Linked DNA regions of Ovis aries: region 2 is linked to region 1. Evidence: chromatin contacts called from public Hi-C data. All regions are on one chromosome and are shown on one strand. The core of a region is the stretch at or near the end of the contact, and the rest is flanking DNA. Distances in the headings are between cores, read along the strand shown. Region 1 has its middle 19 kb from the start of MIR152. Region 2 holds the start of SCRN2 (secernin 2).

Evidence for each region. A called contact is a pair of places that touch in the nucleus more often than the background predicts.
Region 2: a contact with region 1 is called in a Hi-C map of liver, with 7 times the contacts expected there. The contact joins the promoter of SCRN2 here to the enhancer-like site in region 1. A contact is called at or near these places in 7 of 16 Hi-C or Micro-C datasets (hypothalamus, liver, mixed tissues and 3 more).

What each region holds. Positions count from the first base shown.
Region 1 is chr11:38,192,533-38,198,209 of ARS-UI_Ramb_v3.0, forward strand. No RefSeq gene overlaps it. Among named protein-coding and RNA genes, the nearest start is that of MIR152, 19 kb to the left of the region's middle. Within about 2 kb of position 1,584, at least 4 of the 54 cell types and tissues checked have an H3K27ac peak or open chromatin away from gene starts, as enhancers often do. A contact at or near this core is called in liver, where this site is marked.
Region 2 is chr11:38,351,415-38,357,242 of ARS-UI_Ramb_v3.0, forward strand. SCRN2 (secernin 2) reads left to right here and starts at 1,559. Exons shown (of 8, transcript XM_060394860.1): 1 at 1,559-1,627; 2 at 2,000-2,173; 3 at 2,480-2,661; 4 at 3,220-3,419; 5 at 3,865-4,080; 6 at 4,201-4,366; 7 at 4,457-4,637. The coding sequence starts at 2,000. It overlaps LRRC46 (leucine rich repeat containing 46), which reads right to left. Exons shown (of 6, transcript XM_042255887.2): 6 at 5,724-5,828.

The sequences.
Region 1 (5,677 bases), core at 334-2,833:
AGTCAGATACGACTTCACTTTCACTTTTCACTTTCATGCATTGGAGAAGGAAATGGCAACCCACTCCAGCGTTCTTGCCTGGAGAATCCCGGGACAGGGGAGCCTGGTGGGCTGCCATCTATGGGGTCGCACAGAGTCGGACACGACTGAAGTGACTTAGCAGCAACCAGCAATTGAACCCACGCACCCTGCATTGGCAATTTGGAGTCCTAATCACTGGACCACCAGAGAAATCCCCAATAGTGTTTTTTTTTAAATAATGAAATTAATAAATGAGTGTCATCAACTTTGTTTCCTTTCAAAGAAAGGAAGGAGAGTTTATATACAAAATACAAAATAGCTCCTTGTACAGGTTTCTTTAAATAGGACTCAGGTAAATAGCTCACACTTGTCAGGTTCTGTAAAAGAATTCTGTTTTCTTCACATATGTAATTTATTTTGCGATCCCAACCTCTGTGAGGTAGGCAGGCGTGTCAGCCCTGCTTGACAGGCGGGGAAACTGAAGCCACTCGCGGGGTCCTGGGAGCAGAAGCAGAGAGGTCGGAAACCTGTGGGCTTCACTTTCAATAAAGTTCTCTCTTCTGTGAGAGCACTACCCTGGACCTGCCCTGTCTTCCTGTTTGCTCCCCAGTGAACCCAGAAAGTTTAGTGGAGCCAGCAAGTTGGGGCATTGTGACCGACAAAATGGCCGGGGATGGGGCTACTGGGTATGTGGGTGGGGGAAGGAGATGGAGAACAGACACACCTCCCCAGATTCCAGAAGCTTTGGGGGCACGATTGAAGTGAATCAGAGAAGGTAAGAGCCCTGGAAAGACCTGAAGAACAGAGCCATCAGCCCCTCCCCTCCCCTCTGTGAGGATTAGGATGTAGGGCATCTTGTATGTCACAAGGATGAAACACAAGTGTTTAGGAAGGCTGTAGAAGCATGCCAGGATGCTGGTCCAGGCACATAATGAATTTCTAGGACCCGAGACTAATACTACTTCATCCTGAAAAAATGAAAGGAAAAAAGTGTGGGTCTCTAGCTTTGAACACCTTTTATCCTCAGGCTGCATTTGGAGCATCCTTTAAGTTCTAGCTGAATAAGGTGAGAGAAGCCTAGGTGTAGCTGGTGAGAAAGAGACAGAGGGCCTAGGAAGGCAAGAAGGAAGTAGCAGGGGAGAGACAGGGGCCCGGGGCTGAGAGACAGCCCAAGACTTGGTAAGGCTCTTGTAGGCCCTGCCTCCTGTGTGCACAAGCACCCTCTCCAAGAAGGGGCCCTCCAGAGGAGGCTTAGCTTAAAGCTGAGACCCTGGGCAGCAGCAGGGAAGGGGGACTTGGGGTGTCCCAGCGCAGATCAGCTCAAGGGAGTCCCAGGCTCAGAGTCTACTGCGTACAAGTTGCTTAGAGCTCTGGGTGACCAGAGAGATAAGGAGTTTCCCTGATGACAATCTTTCTCTTCCTTCTCTTTCTGACTTTCTTTTTCCTTCCACTCCGTAAACCTACACAATCTCTTAGGCAGCTGGGATCAACATAAGCTAGGGACTGATCCGTGTACAAGGGAAGTCGGGGAGCCTGGAAACAGCAGAACCTGGGAGAGGAATCTGTGTACAGGGCAAATGAGGGGAGCCTGAAAACAGCTGAATCTAGGGAAATGGGACTGCCTAGTGAGAGAGCAAGGGGGTTCTGGAAACTGCCGAACCCAGGGAGGCCAATTTGTGTACCGGAGAAACATGGGGGAACCTGGAAACAGCAGGATCTGGAGAGATAGTTCGTGTACAGAGGGCAGAGAGAGAGAGAAGCCTGAAAACAGTTGAATCTGGGGAGGTAGATTTGTGTGCAGGGGGAGCAAGGGGAGACTGGAAACCGTACAATCTGGGGAGACAGCAGTGTAAAGTGGAAGCCAGGGCAGTCTGAGAACAGGGGCTCTGGAGGGGAGGGATCTGGGTGGGATTACGGGGGGGAGGGGGGGTGAGGGTGGGTGGAACCTGGGGGATCTGATGAGGCAGATGGGGACAGGGACACAGGCAAGCACAGGAGTGTCAAGAAGGTGGTCGTGTGGAGTGGGGGCCACGAGGAGACCCCTTTCCAAGTAGGTTTGAATTAGATGCCTTTGCAGCCCCTTCTAGACAGGGCAGGGCAAGGGAGCAGATCTCCAGTGGGCATTCAAGATTTCACATGGCAAGAAGAGATGGGTCTTTGTGGACAGTTGCTGCCCTGGTCCTAAATGAGCAAAGCCTGGAATTTCCTAGGGGAGCCAAGGCGGGTAGAGGGGGTGGGATGAGCCAGTTGAATAAGCTGCCTTGCCCCCCATCTTCCCCACCCTTCTCTGAGAGGGACAGGCCTCTTTCTCCCTGTCCACCAACCAGCCTGACCTCTTCCCCCCACTGGTTCGCTTCTGAGTGACAGACAGACAATGACAGAGCTGCAGACAATCGGCTGAGGGAGGGCCCACAAAAGCTCCCTGGCCACCCCCCGCCCCCCAGAGGGGCCCTGAGCTAGCAGGCCGGCGGGAACTGTCACTTCAGTGGAGCGCCTTCAGGTGACAGGCCTTCAGGAGACAGGGTGACATTGGGCTTAGAAAGGCCTGAGATTTTTGGGATTCTGCCTGTGCCTCTTGGAAACCAGTCTCCCAGGCAGTGGCCTCAGCAAGGGGAAAGGGAGGGGCCACAGCGGCCTCACAGCAGAAAGGGAAGCCGCATCCACTGTGTGAGCTGTGGGTCTCCGGCCAGTTATGCTCTCTGTCCGGGTCTCTGTTTCCTCACCTGTAAAATGAAGGATTGGCTCGATCTTTGAAGGCCCCATGACTTAAACGTGGATTTCTGGTAGACAGGAGGGAGAGCACAGAGAGAGCCCAAAGTAGCATTTCTCCTCATTCATTGGCGCTGCTCAGGACTTCACAGCAAACACACCGGGCGAGGGGTGTCGTGGGGGGAGACTGGCATTTTGGATGCTGTAGCAGTGTTGGAGCGAGCTTTCCCAGGCCTAGATGAGGACTTTAACACTTATCACTCCAAAGGGCCCCTTCCCTTAAAGCAAAATTATTTTTTGCTCTAAGCCCGTTGGATTTCCTGGCTGGTGAGCCAGCCTGGAAGGTGGCATCCTCACCCTGCCCCACATGTTTAGCCCTGCTTCCATGTAGGCCTCACCCCAGCCCCGATGTCCTCTTCTTCCTGTGGCTGCTGTTATTACCCTGTTTGTCCTTAAGCCAGGGATGTTTGGGATCTTGTCACAAGGCTCAAAGTCTCAGGGAGAGGACCCTCCTTGCCCAACAGAGAGCTCTCCAAATACCCCAAGGCCCTGAGGGCTCACAACTGCCCCTTACCCACTGCCAAGCCCGAAGAAGCTTCATGTGTACCACTCGCGCAAGGCTGCCTGCTGGGCATGTAGCTGAGGCACCCATAGACCTACCCACCACCAGTCTGGATGAGTGCAGAGTGTACTGGGTATTGATGGGGAGGGGTGGAAGTAACATGGGACTAACTCAAGCCAGGCCTGCATCATTTGAGTAGCAAACACATGCCTCTCTACTCCTCCTCTTAGCCTGAGAAACCAGTGGGTTTAACACAGGGGCACAGCTTAGACTGATGCTCTGATTGTTCCAGAAACCCTCCTCACCTCTAATCTGTTCAGCAGAAATTGTTCCTAGCACTTCCAGAATCAGAACAGAAGAGTCTTGTCCAGGTGGAGGTGGACTAGGGTTGCTTGCCTCATCTCTCCCCCTCCCTCTCTCAGCCCAGGTGACCTGCCTCCGCATACCCAAGCAGGGAGGGGAGGAGGAGTCTCCGGGGGACAGTACTGAGAGCTGGACCCCTGGAATCCAGGGCCACCAAAGATGGCCTCAGGTGCACAGAACCTCTTCCCAAGGGGATCCGATCGTCCCTAAACACAGGAGAGCTCCTCCTCTCTCTCATTTCTCTTTCCTGGCACTATCAAGGAGGTACCCCAGTTTTTAACGAGCCCCAAGGATGTGGGAGCTGGAGGGGTAGTGGGCTGGCCAGAGGAGGGTGGGCTCCGCCAGGAGGCAGGGAGGAGGGGGAGGGGATCTGATTAGAATCCGGGCCGTATGGCGAACGCTGCGGAGATGGAGGTAATCACTGAGCGGGCGAGACAGCATGCTCAGCGACAGCAGGCGGCCGGGCCGTCGCCATGGCAACCGCGGCCTCCGGGGCGCGCTGCTCGGCGCTGCTCCGCGTCCGCTGCGGAACATCTGCTTTGCACTGGGCTGCTGGGAGCCGGGGGGCGCGGGCGCGGCTGCTCCCTCCACCCCGCAAAAAAGAAACAAATTAGGCCAACTGTCCAATGAGGGGCCGCAAATGTATTTATTAATGCGAGGGAAAGGTTGTTCCGGAGCGCAGTTTGATTAATGTTTGAGTCTTCAGCTTGTCAGTCTGGTTTTGTCTCCCGCAAAAGGGGAAAGGGAGGGGAGGGGTGGGGGGCTGGAAGGGGAGTGGGGAGAAGAGAGACAACAAAGCGGGAGGGGATGTTAATAGCCAAATAGGCTCTTTTTCATGTTTCCCTCAGCCTGCCACCCTTGATGGATGGCTCAGACAGAGACCGGAGCGCATCAGGGAGACGCGAGCCCCTCTGGAGAGCTGGGGGAATGGAGGAGAGAGGGGGGCTGCTGGAGCCTGGTTGGGGTCTGCCGGGAGGGGTCTCCCGGAGGGTTGTAAGGAAAGGAATGGCCCCAGGAAACAGGCAACTTCTGGAGAAACCCGAGGACATTTTCATCAACTGTTTACAAGTCTGCCCTGTTTGCAACCTCGGGCGAGACAACACCGGAGGGGGAGGGTAAGGGTGAGGGTGATGTCCCCTCCGGATTGCATGGAAGGCAGAGAAGCTTTCGCCCGTCAGTTAGGGAGGGGAGAAGGGAATACGGTTCCATAGCCTTCTCTTCTTTCCTCTGCTGTGCTCTCTGTGCTCCCACCTCCTCCACCGTATTTGCCATCTTCCTGTTTGCACCATCTTCCCTCCCTCTCTCTTTGTCTCTCCTCCTATTGTTTCTTTCCTCCATCTTCCCCTCCTCTCTTGGTGACATCAGCTGGCTGTGATAGGGCCTGCCTTGCTGAGATGTCTTCTGTGAACACAGTCTGAACATACACAATGCATCCTATTTTGTCTCCTCTTTTCTGGATAAGGAACAGAATGCCCCATCGGAACCCCAAAGTTGACCTAAATTATGAGAAAACACAACCCTACTCCTACGTCCTCCCCACCAAATCCTCCTCAGCCCCAACCCTCTAGGAATGCTGGGTGGAAGCTGAAGACTGTAGATTTCTAGCCAGGCCTGGGATTCAGAAACACTGGAGCCAGTCTGTAAATATAGACTGTTCTGAGGTTTGAGACTTCCTCCCTACTATCCTGTGCCAAAAAACAAAAAGAAGAAAGTAGCCCTTGAAAGACCAGGCAAAATTCAAATATGAGTTTGCAGCTTATTTTATCTTCTTCTCATGAAAGGATTGAATGTGTACACCCAAAGAGTTTTGCAAGAATGAAGTTATTAAACATTAAAAAGCTGTTTGAGCATATCAGAGCCCCACTTTCCTTGGGAAAAAATGTTTATTTATTATCAGCAGCATCAAAATTATTACTTAAAGCCTTGGGGTGGGAGGGTTACCTTTTTTGTGGATGTAGCATGGTGGTTGAGAGCCAGGCCCTAGAATCAAACCATCTGGGTTGAATCCTGGTTATTCTACTC
Region 2 (5,828 bases), core at 309-2,808, 160 kb after region 1:
GTGGTTAAGAATTCACCTGCCAATTCAGGGGACACGGTTTGATCCCTGGTCGGGGAAGACTCCACCTGCCTCCGGGCAACTAAGCGCTTGCGCCACAACTACTGAGCCCACCTGAACTCTAGAGCTGCACCACGCATAAGAGGAACCACCGCAGTGAGAAGACCAGGCACCCCAACTAGAGAGCAGCCCCCTCTCGCTGCAACTAGAGAAAGCCCACACACAGAAATGAAGACCCAGAACAACAAAATAGAAACAAATAAATAATCTTTTTAAAAAAGAAAATGTCTCAGATTTCAGATGTCCCAACAGCCTTATCTTGTAGGTTTTCCCCAGCCATCACTCCCGCAGCCTGCCCCCCGGGGAAACCTCAACCTCCACCTTCATTCCCATCCCAGGAATGACAAAAGGCTGGGATGCTGCGGCCAGAGCTCTGAGCAGCAGCACTGATTGGTTGGCAGGGTGGACGTGGGCCAAGTATATAACCTGCACTGTCTCCTCTCCCCACATTCCAGAGGGCTCCATAAAGCAAACGGGAGTGAGATGCATTCACTTAAATGCTGGTTATGGAGATGATTTATACAGGAAAATGACCTGGAAAGCAGAATATTTGAGATCAGAGTCTACCTCCATATGGATATATGCCCCCTTGGCCAAGATTTCTCCTTTGCTGTTTCGGTTACAAATCTTTGGACTAGAAATTTCCAAGTTTTCTTTCAAAGCTAACTTCCAATGAGTTTGAGCACTGTGGGGCAGAATTGGCCTTTGGGGACTCAGAATGGATTTTGTGCATATGAGTTAGTTGCTCAGCTGTGTCTGACCCATTGTGGTCCCATGGATTGTAGCCCTTCAGGCTTCTCTGTCCACGGATTCTCCAGGCAAGAACATTGGAATGGGTAGCCATTCCCTTCTTCAGGGGATCTTCCCCACCCAGGGACTGAACCCCGGTGTCCCTCATTATTGGCAGATTCTTTACCATTTGAGCCACCAGGTATATATGCCTTAAAATTTTTAAGGAATTCATTTAAATTATTCCCAGGCCTCCTGGCCTGTGACCACTCCTGTCGATCTTTCTCTTTTCGATCTTATTTCTGAGGGGTTGGGGAGGGAGAGGTGGGAGATGGGGAAGAGCCGGGGAAACGATATGCCGGGGATGCGAAGGAGAGTGCACCAGCCTGGAATTGTGCCTTTGGAATTCAAATTAGGTCACAAGTAGCTGAGGTTCTTCCTTAATCTCCAGATGCCCCTAGCTGTCCACATTCTCTAACGAATCAGCGAAGTTTTCCTTTCTTCCCTTTTCACGTGGGCTTCTTTCCACCTCCGGCTCCCTCTCCCGACAGTGACCCCACTGGAGAAACTAGCGGATTCGTCGCAGCCTTCATCAGGCCTAAAAGCTGCACCCGGGTAGGACACGCAGCAAGCGGACTCCGAAGGCCGCTTAGCTCCAAGAAGTGGTGCTGGCGCGCGCTCTGCTGGAAAACGGAAGAACTGCAGGCGCTCGATTTCGACTCCGCCCCCGAGGCCAAAGTCTTCCAGGTCACTTCCAGGAGCCTCCGCCCCTGGGAGAGACCTTACCTGAAGCGGAGGCTGTAGGACTGCGGACTAAGCTGGGGATTTGCACGGGGAGAGGGTGAGGAGCATAAAGTGTTGGGGGAGCGAGAAAAGGGCCGACAGAAGAGGGGCTTGGGACTCTTGGAGAGAGGTTGGGTAGCGAGGGAGGCGCTCCTGCGACTGCCCTGAAGAGTCACGTTCCCCAGTAGAGCAGGGCCCTCGGAGCGTGCGGTCTAAGCCCGTCTGCGATTCCCAAACCTGGAGCCCGTGGAGAGAGTGGGCGTTTCCTTCGCGCACGCCGAGCACCGAGCATGAGTGCGGTGCTGTGCGTCGCAAACCCGTCGCAGTGTCTTCCCCTGGTGTCAGCACGTGTTGGGAGGGGTGCTCCCTAGGACCGCTCCCCCGTCAGAGGTGGCTTGAGAGGGACACACGCATCCCCATCTCTCCCCAGATGGCGTCGTGGAGCCCTGACACCCCATGTTCCTGTGACTGCTTTGTCTCGGTGCCCCCGGCCTCGGCTCTCCCAGCCGTGATCTTTGCCAAGAACTCTGACCGGCCCCGGGATGAGGTGCAGGAAGTGGTGTTTGTACCGGCACGCACGCACGCTCCTGGGAGCCGCCTCCAGGTGGGTTAGGCCTTCTAGAGTGCTGGGAGGTGTGGCAGTACTAGGTATTCTTCTAAAACCTTCCTCCTCTGTTCCCCCGAGCTGAGAAGCTACCAGATGTGGTGAAAAGAACACGAGCTTTGAGTCTACTGACTGGGACCTAACCTGTTATTTCGCGGCTGTCGACCTCAGTTTTCCCATCTGTATAATAGGGATAAGAAGATCTTCCTCAAAGGGCTGTGTTGGGTGATGGGTACAGCGCCACCACTTTACAGGTACCTTCCCCCTTTCTAAGTGGATCTCCCTTTTCTCCTCCCTCATCTCCAGTGCACCTACATTGAGGTGGAACAGGTGTCAAAGACCCATGCTGTGATCCTGAGCCGCCCTTCTTGGCTGTGGGGGGCTGAGATGGGCGCCAACGAGCATGGTGTCTGCATTGGCAATGAGGCAGTGTGGACCAAGGAGCCAGTCCGGGAAGGGGAAGCCCTGCTGGGAATGGACTTACTCAGGTGCGGACCTGCCCTCCTTCATCCCCTCAATACACCAGAAATCTGGGGCTGAATACTGACCCAGGCCACCCTCCCTGCCCCCAAGCACCTCCCCTTTTCTGCCCACTTTGTCGTCCTCCCCAGGTAGGCTGCCTCCTCCCCTCCCCTCTTCTGGCCCCATCTCCACAGTCTGGTGAGGAGCTCCCAAATGTAGCCAGCTTTGGGTATCTCCTGGCCCAGAAATAGGGCAGTGGTTTAACTTTTTTTTCAATAGAAGCAAATTTTTTTTTTCAAGTGAAATCTCATGAAGAATTTTGGTTTGTAAAACCAGTAAACGTGGAGCAGCTCTGATAGAAGAGATGGAGGGCTCAGGGCATGTCTTCCTCCAAGAATGTGTTTCAGTCCATTTCATGAACCCTCAGAGCACACCTTGAAAACCACAAGCCTACAGATGGTGGCGATTTTCTCTGTGACTTGGGCTCATCAACCAAACTTCTCTGGGACTCTTGTGTCCACTGAAGCTCTACCATCAGCACTGATACCCCATCGCCCTTCTGTTCCCTGGACTCTTTGTGCCAGGCTGGCTTTGGAACGGGGCAGCTCTGCCCGGGAGGCCTTGCACGTGATCACAGGCTTGCTGGAGCGCTACGGACAAGGGGGCAGCTGCCGGGAGGACCCCACGCCATTCTGCTACCACAACACTTTCCTGCTGGCTGACCGGACTGAGGCCTGGGTGCTGGAGACGGCGGGGAGGCTGTGGGCTGCACGGAGGATCCAGGGTGAGGGGCCTGGCGCTGGGGCCTGCCTCCCAGAAGTGTTCTCCTTTTGGGGTGGGAATGGTGTTGGGGGCAAGGAAGGCCCGATCCAGGTGCAAATGTCTCAGATGGTGGGGACGTCCAGGGACATGGGAGATGAGCCCTCTCAGGTACCTCACCTCCCCCTTCACTTGGTTGAGTCCTTTTGTGCTTCAGCCTGCAGCTTCCTCTGGGGAGCCTTCCTGGACTTCCTGGTGGCCAGGCTTCTCCCTTATACACAAGCTGGGGTCCCTTCATGATGATGTTCCCTGCAGCTGCCGGCTCTCTTTTATTCGTGTGATCGGTTTATCTGTCCCCTCCACAAGGGTTGTCTTGTTCTCTTCACCACTGTGTTCTCAGCGCCTAGCTGAGTGCCTGGCACAGGACAGGGGCTCAAGAATATATGAGCGACCCCCCATCTCCTCTGCAGAGGGAGTCCACAACATCTCCAACCAGCTGAGCATCGGCTCGGACATCTCGGCAGAACACCCTGAGCTCCGGCCCCACGCCCGGGCCCAGGGCTGGTGGGACGGGCAGGGCACCTTTGACTTTGCCCAGGTCTTCTCCCTGAGCCAGCAGCCTGTGCGCATGGAGGCTGCCAAGGCCCGCTTCCGGGCCGGGCGGGAGCTGCTGCAGCAGCAACAAGGTCAGTGAGTGGGCAGCGTGGGGCCCAGCCCTCCTCCCTCCCACAGCCTCGGGGGCTTACTCTGAGGCCGGAGGGCCCCCTTCTGCCCCCCGGGGGCCCTCACTGGGTCCTCCTTGGCAGGGGGTATCACGGCAGAGGTGATGATGGGCATCCTCAGGGACAAGGAGAGCGGCATCTGTATGGACTCTGGGGGCTTCCGCACCACGGCCAGCATGGTGTCCGTGCTGCCCCGGGACCCCACCCAGCCCTGCGTGCACTTCCTCACTGCCACACCAGACCCATCCCGGTGAGAGGGTGGGGAAGCTGGAGGGGAGCACCCCAGGCAGGGGAGACGGAAGGGTACCAGAGCCCTTATCTTCCATCCTTGTCCCACTAGGTCAGTGTTCAAACCTTTCATCTTTGGGGTGGGGGCAGCCCAGCCCCCCCAGGTGCTGTCTCCCACTTTTGGAGCACACGACCCTGTTCGGACCCTGCCTCGATTCCAGACTCAGGTGGATCGCCGGCACCCCCTCTACCGTGGACACCAGGTGGCCCTGGGACTGATGGAGAGTGAACAGGTAACCCCGGGGAAGAGGGGCTACCCTGGAGGGATGACGCATTTCCCCCACCCCAACTGGCACTCTCGAAATATGAGGGGAACTGGGAGCGAAGGAGATTCTAGAGCTGAGGAGAGGAGTCTCTCCCTTCAAAGTCAGCCCTGGAGAATGTTGGGTGTATATCCTTTTTCCTGCTTATGTGAGACGGCAGCCATCTGCCCCTACCCCGTAATCCGGAGGGAAGCCTGTCCTGGGGAGTCATTGCCGCCTTTCCTGGGCAGGCTCAGGGGCAGCAGCTTCGGCAGAAGCAGCGAGACCTGGAGCAGGAAGGCCTGGCGGCTGTGCGGGGGCTGCTGACCAGGGAGTGTGCTCCACCCACCCAGGAGCTGGGCGGCCTCTTCCAGGCCTTTGTGGAGAAGGAGAGCCAGGCATATGCCTGAGCCCGGCCCCTCCTGACTTGGTCTGGGGTTCAGGGGGCTGCGGTGGGCACAGGACCCCTGGGGTAGAGGGCTAGAGCAATCCCCTCACCTCATCCCCCACCCCAGCCTTGTTCTGAGTGGCCAGGTCGGCCTTAGCCCTAATAAATGTGTTTTATTTTCTTGTTCAGTGTCCAGGTTCAGTGGGGGTGGGAGGGCCAAGAGAGGACAAAGGGCAGCACTGCGGTGGCTGCAGGGCCTCTGGGAGCCTTGCTGGGCAGCAGATTCTTCTGACTTAGGTGGTGGAGGAACCTGTGAGGAGATGGGGGGCCCCCAGCATGTGGGTGTGGGAACATGGAGGGGCATGGCTGGTACAGCAGGTGGCTGCTCATGGGGAGAATTACAACCACACGTTTTTGGTTCCTGGCTTGAACCTTGGAAGGGCAGTCCTGGTGGTGGGGAGCGGTGGTATGCGATGTGTCTACTGTGAGATGGCATCTCCACCAGGCAGTGCCCGCCTCCTGCCGGCTCAGAAGCCAGGTGGGGGCCCTGAGGTGGGGTGCCAGTCCCTTGGGCAGTTCCTGAAAGATCCTGTTCTTTAGAATCAGGCTCTGTATTCCTGCTATGGTTTCTGGGTGCTTTTTACTGACAGCTTCCCCTGAGATGCCCCAGGTGATGCAGAAGACACACGCAGGGCCTAGAGATGCTTTATTGGGGACAGGCTCCTGCCACAGGCCAGGGCTCTCAGGCCGAGGAGAGGCCCACTCCTCGTTCCTCCATGTGCCTGGGGCTTTGC